Linked DNA regions of Rattus norvegicus: all the other regions are linked to region 1. Evidence: chromatin contacts called from public Hi-C data. All regions are on one chromosome and are shown on one strand. Each heading gives the region's core, a stretch centred on a gene start, on an enhancer-like site or on the middle of the called end of the contact. The rest is flanking DNA. Distances are from core to core; before and after follow the strand shown.

Region 1 (3,097 bases), core at 381-2,880:
CATTGACTTGGTATTAGCATGGCCTGGACTGGAGATGAACTGTAGCACCAAAGCCTGTGGGTCCTCGCCAGTCTTAGAAAGCCACCTCTCCCATTTATCTGTCACTGCATAATTGGTGTTGACTGGAACTTCCTGACATGGGTACACGTGTTATCTTTTCCATGTAACTTAAGCAAGGCAACATAAATAAAGAGCCAGAGGGGGCAACAGGAAATTTTGAAGGTGGTAAAAATTCTGAGATTCCCTAAATTTAATTACAAATGCTGATGCCAGAAAAGATACCCAGTTACCACCACATCCTGACCCACAACACAGATGTTTCTTTCTGTATGTGCTGAAATCTTCACATAAGCTCCATTCTAAAACGTCCTGCTTTGTGTTACAGAACACAGCTTGGGGGGGGGGGGGGCAGAGACAGAGAGAGAGAAAGGGGGGGGGGGGAGACAGAGATAGAGAGACAGACAGAAACTGACTTACTCTAAAACAGAGAGACACAGAATAAAGACAACCGGAAAGCAAGGGTGTGGGCTTCTAGGAGAGTGTGGGTACCAGCTCCTCAACAGAGAGCCACAGCTCATTGTATTTTGCCTCGCGTTCAAACAGCTAAAAAGAGGGAAAGGGGGTTGGGGATTTAGCTCAGTGCTAGGCAAGCGCAAGGCCCTGGGTTCGGTCCTCAGCTCCGGGGGAGGGGGGGGGGGAGGAAACGCTTACGTCTGGGTTAGATATGGAGATTTAGCAGATTTAGCAGATCTTTGCAAACAGCCGCCCGATAATTACGCTACAGTTGAGTAAATCCAATGTAAGCAGTTCGTGTATTCCTTCCTCAGTTTTATCACAAAAATGCTTTCGGCTCCTAGGTCCAGCCGACAAAGTTCCTAATTGCTCTCTAACCTTGTTGCTGGTAACTGTGGAGTCTGGTCCTTTAAGGTTACCATGTGCGATGTCTCCACAAATTCAGAGACCTGTGCCTCAGTTATTTCATGTGTATTCCTGGAATATATGCGTGTGGTCCAAATCTATCAAACTGTACACTTTTAAGTCATTGTCTGTCAGCCAAGCAGTGACACGGGCCTATAATCCCAGGTACTCTGGAAACTCGAGAAAGAAGCTCGGAAGTTCGGAGATGTCAAACTCAAGATGGCAACATTCCGCAAAAGTCAATTTAATAACAAAACCAAAAATTCCCCGCTTCCCAGCCTCACTTCGCTTTAAGCTTTTCTGAATTTCAAGGCTCATACTACTCTCTTTCCAAGAACAAGTCTCGCCAAGACAGCAAGACCTGGACTCAAAAATACCACAAAAAGGTTCACAAACTTTAAGCTCCAAGAAGCCTCTTGTCCACCTCCGGTTCTCATTCCTCCGCCCTGCCGGACCCCGACTAGCGGCCACCAAGCGCGCGGGTCCCCAGGCCGGCTTAGTGGGATTCGAACCCTCCCGTAGTCCCCTCCCGGGTACCTGCCACCGGCTGGCCGCGCCTCGGACAGTTCAGCCACCGAGGCGGGATCTTGTTGTAAGCCATGTCTACGCCGCCTCGCCGACAGCTCCTTAGCAAGCCAGCCCAGACCCCAACGGCAGCAGCTCCACCCGGGTCCTCAGCGGCGCGCCACTTTCATTCAGGTTCGACTCCGCGGCTCCCAGCGAGCCCACAATGCACTGCGACTTCCGCCCCAAAGGATCCGCCCCCTTTCTTCCGAGGTCAGGCGAAGTGGAAGCTCCGCCCCGCTGAGGGAGGGGAAGCTGCTGAGAACTAGAGGGGCGGTTCCACCTGGCCCCGCCCCCTGTATCTCTGGGCACCGGCCTCTGCCACGCCCCACCTCTGTTTTGCCTTTGTGAGTTCTCAAACGACTGGTGTCCCGGTTTTTTTTCCATCTAAACAAGAGAAACCCCCAAAGTAGAAGGAATCCAAGCTTCTTTCCACCTGTGGATTGACCTGCTACATTCAAAAGGGTGTTTCGCAGGTGAAAAATTGCTTTTCCATTAGTCATAGCTCAAATGTGATGTCTCTGCTGGTTCTGGGTTTAAACTGTCATTTGAGTATCCTCCCTTGCCTGAATCAAAAAATCCGGAAAATCTGAGTCTAGGTTATTACAAATGAGGAGTTTCTTTTTTGGCGAAGAGTAGGGGACATGCTGCTGACCACCCATGAAACTTCAAAAATTAATTCCAGAAGCCCTAAGATTATCAGTTTTGAAGCAGGTGGTTTTGATGGTTTTTGTTTGTTTGTTTGTCTTGTTTTGTCTGTTGCTGGGTTTCATCTTTTTTTTTCTCCCTTTCTCATATGTATATTTAGGATTTTTGAAAGTCTCTGTCTCAAAGGAACCACTAATCATGTGTAATTGGCCAAGATAGGAATTGACCCTGGTTACTAACTACATAGACCAAGTCACATAGACCAGGAAGCCTTGTGTTTCTCCCCATTCCTGAGATTTAAACTACCATATGACAAGCTGGAGCTATAAGGGCTTTGTTGTGGGCCACTAGGAGCAAGGTGGTTCTTCCTTATAATGCCTTCAGTAATCAACTTGACATGCCTGAGAAGAGGAAACTTCAATTGAGAACCTAATTGACCTGTGGCCATGTCTGTTGGGCATTTTCTTGATTGCTAATTGTAGTGGTTTGACTGTGCTTTGCCCAAGGAAAGTGGCACTGTTAGTAAGTGTGCTCTTGTTGAAGGAGGTGTAGCCTTGTTAGAGGAAGTGTGTCACTGTGGGGGTGGGCTCAAGTCTGCCAGAGTCAGTCTTCTCCTAGCTGCAGTTGGATCAAGATGTAAAACTCTCAGCTTTCTGGATGCCGCCATGCTTCCCTTCTTAATGATAATGGACTGAACCTCTGAACCTGTAAACTGACCCAATTAAATGTTGTCCTGGTCATTGTGTCTCTTCACAACCACGAAACCTGAAACTAAGGCACTATTTGACTGTGGGTGGTGCCATTCCTGATCCAATGGGTCAGTGATTCTCAACCTTCCTAATGCTGAGACCCTTTTAATACAGTTCCTCATGGAGACCACCAACCATAAAATTATTTTTGTTGCCACCTTCATAACTTAATTGTGCTACTGTTATGAATGGCAATGTAAATATTTTTGAAGGTTGAG
Region 2 (3,097 bases), core at 426-2,925, 510 kb after region 1:
TTCAACTGGGTATGCTGGGCCACACCTTTAATCCTAGCACCTGGGACGCAAAGGCAGCCTGGTCTGCAAAGTGAGTTCTAGGACTACTAGGGCTACATGGAGACACCCTGTCTCAAAAAGCCGAAGAATGCTGAACTCTGTGGTGCACTTTTACATAGGTAAGGCTTCAGTTCTCTTGATTAGAGACTTGCTAAAGTATGAGGTAACTGCCTATCACACTCCCCCTTTTATTTTAATCACATTTACTCCCGTTTTGGTTTGTGTGCCACAGTGCCTTGTGTGGAGGTCGGAGGACAACTTTCTGGAGTGGTTTTCTCTTTCCACCATGTGTGTCCCAGGGATCAAACTCAGGTCGTTGGCAGCAAGAGCCTTCACACGGAGCCATCTCACCAATCCTGTCCACACTGCCTTTTCAAGAACTAATAACTAATAATCTGTTTCTCATCAAAGTGGCTGCCATTTTACCTTCCCGAGGGGCAATGTAGGCTTCCAAGCTCTCATCTTGACATTAGCTTGAGTTTTAATTATAGCCAGGGACTGTCGTGGAAATGTTAACACACCTTCATTTACATTCTCGATCAGACTGATTATAGTCTTTTTCGTGGGTGCTTTGTGACAGTGGCTCTAAGCATCTGCAAACACATGGAGGTCTGAGAATCTTCCAGTTAAGATTTGGCTAAAGCAAGTGTCCTCTCTAATTCCTTTAGCTGCATGTTGCCTTGGGTAATCATCATTCGGATTGTATCCTGTGGAGGAAACGAATATCCTAGTCATTGTTTTACCAGGTTAACCACGAAAAAGTTCTTTTACTGTACCTTCTACATTCAAGAACCAACCATGGCTGGTTACAGGCGGTAGCTGCGGGCTTACCACGCCCAAGGCACTACGATCCCTTCACCAAAAGAACCCCCAGCAAAAAAGTGCAAAGTCGGATGCAAGGCTACACAGTACAAAGCCAGATGCTGTTGCAAAACAAATGTAAAATATCCAGTAGGAACTCAGCACTGATCAAAATGAGCCACCTTAGTGGCACATTCCAAAGATGTTCGCTAAACTTGACAAGCTCAGTAACACAACGGGACAAAGGAGCCGTGGCCCCACCATGGTCTTGCTCTCACCTCCTCGGTGGCACTTTTGTTTCTTTTAAATTCTTCCCTGGCCCAATCCTGAAGGTATTTCCGGTCAGAATCACTTGGAATTTGCTTAATCGCTCGCAAAATCTTTCTGTAGAGGAGGAGAACTTGTTGCCTTCTCATGAACTGCTCGGGGAAGGAAAAATACAAATTAATACACAGCCGCTGGCTCCACCTCAGCCAAGAGAACTGTAAGCAGAAATGTCCCTTTGGTCCTCAATCTCAAACAGAACAAGACAAAACTCAAAGATCTTGCCGGCGGTTTGCGTGAGTAGGGTACACCTATCACCCCCGCCCTCGGTTCTGTGGGGAGCCAGATCACAGGGAGAGTGCTTCAAAAGACCTCAGAGAAGACATCCCTTCACGGGCGGAGCTCCCTCCGCGGCACCGCCAGCCACGGTCTAAACCGACGCGGTCAGGACTACGTAGGCCTGCTCAAGGCGGGCACCCGGGACCCGCGGGGCTGAGAGAACCGCCGTACCTGCTTCAGTGTCAGGGTCGCAGGTGGCAGGCGGGAGGCCGCCATGTTGCCTACGGAAGCCGCTGGGCACAAGGGCGGAAGTGAACCTCGAGCACCTGGACACGGAAGCGGAAGTCGGGGAAGGGCGAACCTGGTTTCTAGGAGACGGACGCCCGAGTCTCGGGTTTCCGCTGTTAGCTCTGTTTTTCCCAGAAAGCCGGGAGGAACTCGTCATCCGGAAGTTTAATCGTTTGACTGGAGGAGAGAAATTATGCGCTTTTTTTTTTTTTTTTGAGCACCTTGATGTGTATAATCGAATGACCGACATTATACTAGCAAATTCAATTTACATCCTGAAAGCTTTTCTTTTTCTCTAAACTTTATCCTACAGAAAGCAGGTCACCTCGATCGATTGATTGTTCCGGCTCCGTGCATTTTCCCTACTCATGAGGCTTCCCGCTTGTTTGATTTTTGTCCCCCACACCACATACTCAGAAATCAGGTTATTGAATCTCTGCCGGATTATTTGTCCAGCTATGCAGTACTGAGCATCTGATGGCTTCACTTGTGATCTAAGTGATCTAACCTTTCCAGCTGTGTCTACTCCCCGCTATGGTTTCATCTCTGAACTGTACCGTGAAACGGCCTCTCCCTCGCAAGTGTATCTATATGTAACTGCTCAGAACAGTTCCAGACGCATATGATTCTTAATTCTCGGTGTTTAGTTTCTCAGGCATTATGAGTGATGCTTCTCATGTGTTTTTTTCAATTTTTCTCTAATATGGGACCTTGAGGATCAAACCTGTATGAGGTTTGGGGGCAAAGCACCTTTACTGAGCCATTTCAGTGACCCTTGGATAATTTTCTCTCTCTCTCTTAAAGATTTATTTATTATATATAAGTACACCGTAGCTGTCTTCAGACACACCAGAAGAGGGCATCAGATCTCATTACAGATGGTTGTGAGCCACCATGTGGTTGCTGGGAATTGAACTCAGGACCTCTGGAAGAGCAGTCAGTGCTCTTAACCACTGAGCCATCTCTCCAGCCCCCTTGGATAATTTTCTTATTGGCTGAGCATCCTCTCCAGCCCTGGGTTACTTCTTTATACTTAGAGCTTTAACTTTACATTAACATATTTGTTTCCTTTCAGACTTTACAATTTTATCTTCTACTCACAGCTATTGTAAACTTGTTGTAAGCTTGTTGTAAACTTCTCTGATCAGTGTTACATTTACTCCACCTAAAAGTTATCTTCATATGGCACAATATGGATCTAAGCTCTTTTTCAGCCAGTAGATTAAAACTTCAAGATCATTTATTAGGTAGTTCATGACTTTCTCTGGTCATTTCTTTTGGATCTGAGTAATCTGATCAGTCTTATTTTATCTTGGATAAGCATCGAGTTATAAATTTCGCCTTTTTGTTGTTTTTCTGGCAGATCCAGTAGTTTCTCGTTAGGATATATTTTATTACTATTTTCTGTGACTCTTGGAAAAGCACT
Region 3 (3,097 bases), core at 429-2,928, 280 kb after region 1:
CTGCTCTTCCAGAGGTCCTGAGTTCAAACGCCAGCAACCACATGGTGGCTCACAACCATCTGTAATGAGATCTGATGCCCTCTTTTGATGTGTCTAAAGACAACTATAGTGTACTTATATATAATAAATAAATATTTTAAAAAAGAGTGAGCAACTCCCTGACAACATTTCACACTGCATTATTCTCTGGACATTTGCCTAAGTACCTCTGCAGATCTGGAGCAACCCTGTGACTAAGGAAGTACTGTACAATTTAAAGTCCAACTAATTAAGCCAGGTGGCAAACACCTTTAACGACAGTTCTTGGAAGGCAGTGGCAGGAGTATCTTGGAATTTGAGGCCAGCCTGGTCTGCAGAGTAAATTCCAGGACAGCCAGAGCTACATAGAGAAACCATCTCAAAAAATAAAACAACAACAAAAGTCCAACTAATTTAATCATTCTGGCCTCAAAATAGTAAAATTTAGGCATTTCTACTTTTTCTAACCTTTTTTAATTCTTCAGGTTTTAAGTGATGGGCTGAAGACAAAGAATATGGCCCATTAAAATTCAGCCATGTAACTCTTGCACAGGCTTGGCCAAACGTTAAACAAAATCGCTAAAAACGACTAATTCTACATCTAGTCACCTATGGACTAAATGAGAGAGATTCACAATACCAACTCTTTCCCATAAGGATATTAGACTTAAAGTCCAAACGAAGAAGCAGTGTGGGAAAGAAAATCAGTGGCGAGAGTTCTAGTTCAAGGATCATCAATACCCTGAGGCTTGTTATTCAGAGTTAACAGGGAGGTTTTACTTTTCCCTGACAAATTATCAAAGGACATTTACAGGCTCCAGTAATCTGTGTTACGCCTGCCTTAATAGATTAGACAACTGATAATAATTTTTGCATTGTTCTTAATGCATCAGAAAATAACTGGAGGCCAGGATTGTCTGGGGGCATTAACTGAAGAAATTCACATTAGCAATCCACCCCCAAATCGTGGTTAATTCTCAAGTACACAGCTCAACTAGTTTAGCTACAGGACATTTATGTCTATAAATCCTCCCCCAAATACTGAAATGGGCTATTTCAACCACAGATTTCCTCAAATTTGAGTCAAACACCTAACAAAAGTTCGTCAGCACAGGCGGAAGGGATATGAGGGACGCGGTCCGGCAAGGGATGTTTAGTAGTACCGGCCGACATCGCCTTTACACCTGCCCTTGGCTTGGCTGTCTCCAGCTTCACTCCGCAGAGACTGGGAAGAAGAGGCCAGGAGCCAAGGGGCGTCAGCAGATCTGAGGATCCGTAGCGGCCACCCGCCCTGCGGCCTGCACCCCCAGACCGGCCGCGGCCTCGCGTAAAGCGCGAGCCCGGAGCAGCGCGAGGACCGGCGGACACGAGCCGGCCGAGGCGCGGCGCCCTGAGTCCCGGGTCCCCTCCCGCCGCCCCAACCCGGCTCACCCGGGCTCTTCAGGTTATAGCGGGTCTCCATGGCGGACCTCCCCGCTGCCGCTCTCGTCGGCGCCGCAGCTGCCCGGGTGTCGCGCGGCGGACGCGCCTGACGAGGGCCTCCGCTGACACCGCCCAGTCCAGCCCGACCGCGGGCGAGGTGCGGGCCGCGGGGTCCGCCTCCCTGAGGGCCGGCCGGGCGCCGGGGCGTCGCCGAACGGGGCGCCGGGCTGCGGACGGCCTGCGGGGCTGACGTCCGGGCCGACGCGCCGCTGCGTCACCGCCGGCGCCGGGTCTGTGAAGTCGGCCTGACGTGGCAGTCACTTCGTGGCGGTTGTTCACTCGGCGACAGCGGCAGCGGCGGCCCCGCGAAGCCCGCTCGGGGACCCGAGGACACGGGCGGCACCCTCGTCTTCCCTTCGGCCCAGCCGGGGAGACCGACTAGCCGCGGGCCCTGCAGGGTTCCCCAGGAGCTCGCGGAAAGCTCGGAGGAACGGCGCAGCCCGTAGCGGTCGGCAGGCGGGCGAGCACGGCCTAGGGCTCCGCCACCGTGACGGCGCTTCTCCGAGCCCGCAATGGTCTCGGTGCGATGGACCCGAGTGGTCTTGTGTACCCGAGGCCCCTAGCTGCGCGGTGTGATTAACTAAGACACCGCTTCCGGGGTGCATCAGAACCTTCCAGAAATAAAAGCAAGGCGGTCACCTGGAATTTTAGTAAAAGCACATACATAAATGGGACCGGTCATGGATTGTGGAGGACAGAGAAAGGATGGTTCAGAAGGCTTCACGAAGGAAGTGGGTCTCAAGAAAGGAGGGACCCATAGAGATTACAGAAGGTAATATAGGTGGGATGAAGATTAATTAGACAAATTAGTGTTATATAAAAATCTTGTTTGATCTTATATTGTCAAGTTTGTAAGTGAATTATCTATAAGTGAATGCCATAGTGATTTGTCCCAGCCTACTGAAGTGGGAGGGTAAAAAAAGATTTAAATGGCATCTTTTAAGCCATTAAAGGTGATGTTTTCTGAATATCAGTAAGCTGATAATCTGATGAATAGAGAAGCAAGCAAAACCAAACTTCAATACGTTTCATTCAGCTTTCATTCTTTGTGTTCAGTCCTCAAATTCAACATCCAACAACCTGCCCAGCTCAGCAACTGACCTCATAACCAGGCCTGCCAAAGGGATGTAGTCATTCTCATTCACCAACCAGCTTCTGAGGGCCCTTTCCCATGAGGCTCTTCTCTTCCTCCAAACAGTGGAGGTAGAATGTTTCTCTTTTATTCTCGAAGCCACCATCACGTTGTCCTTGGGGACTCTTCCTTAGGTAAAAACAGCATCAAATCTGGCATTGAGTTACAGGCTGTGGCAAAGCTTAATTATAATCGCTGCAAGAGAAAAGCCAACTCTTGAGTTTTCTCTAAATAGAAACGTGTGCAGATAGGGTAAAATGTGGATAAAAAGGAAGTAAATGCCATTTAAAGGTTGCTACTTTCTTGACTGTTAACTGGGCGGGAAGGAAATTAATTTTCCCAGAAATGTAGGTTTGTCAAAAGAACAAATTCCTTCCAAGAAGAAAGTAACAATTTATAGCAGACAAAAAGATTCTATCCCAAATTAAATTTGGAAGAATTTTCACCTTGTTCCTGATAATAATC

The links. Hi-C and Micro-C count contacts between places; a contact is called where the count stands out from the background.
Region 2: a Hi-C map of liver shows a contact between it and region 1, with 3 times the contacts expected there. The contact joins the promoter of Lyrm2 here to the promoter of Rngtt in region 1. A contact is called at or near these places in 4 of 12 Hi-C or Micro-C datasets (kidney, liver, mammary epithelial cells and 1 more).
Region 3: a Hi-C map of liver shows a contact between it and region 1, with 5 times the contacts expected there. The contact joins the promoter of Ube2j1 here to the promoter of Rngtt in region 1. A contact is called at or near these places in 11 of 12 Hi-C or Micro-C datasets (the A7r5 cell line, the Rat2 cell line, Schwann cells and 6 more) and 1 of 1 datasets of contacts at active chromatin or transcription factors (oligodendrocytes).

What each region holds. Positions count from the first base shown.
Region 1 is chr5:52,501,868-52,504,964 of GRCr8, reverse strand. Rngtt (RNA guanylyltransferase and 5'-phosphatase) reads right to left here and starts at 1,630. Exons shown (of 16, transcript NM_001107923.2): 1 at 1,456-1,630. The coding sequence starts at 1,519. It overlaps LOC108350948 (a long non-coding RNA gene), which reads left to right and starts at 1,649. Exons shown (of 4, transcript XR_010066498.1): 1 at 1,649-1,958.
Region 2 is chr5:51,993,118-51,996,214 of GRCr8, reverse strand. It overlaps Lyrm2 (LYR motif containing 2), which reads right to left and starts at 1,675. Exons shown (of 3, transcript NM_001126096.1): 1 at 1,615-1,675; 2 at 1,119-1,259; 3 at 1-746. The coding sequence starts at 1,659. The coding sequence ends at 666.
Region 3 is chr5:52,217,388-52,220,484 of GRCr8, reverse strand. Ube2j1 (ubiquitin-conjugating enzyme E2, J1) reads right to left here and starts at 1,678. Exons shown (of 8, transcript NM_001106642.2): 1 at 1,450-1,678. The coding sequence starts at 1,480. LOC108350947 (a long non-coding RNA gene) reads left to right here and starts at 2,132. Exons shown (of 2, transcript XR_001837925.3): 1 at 2,132-2,272.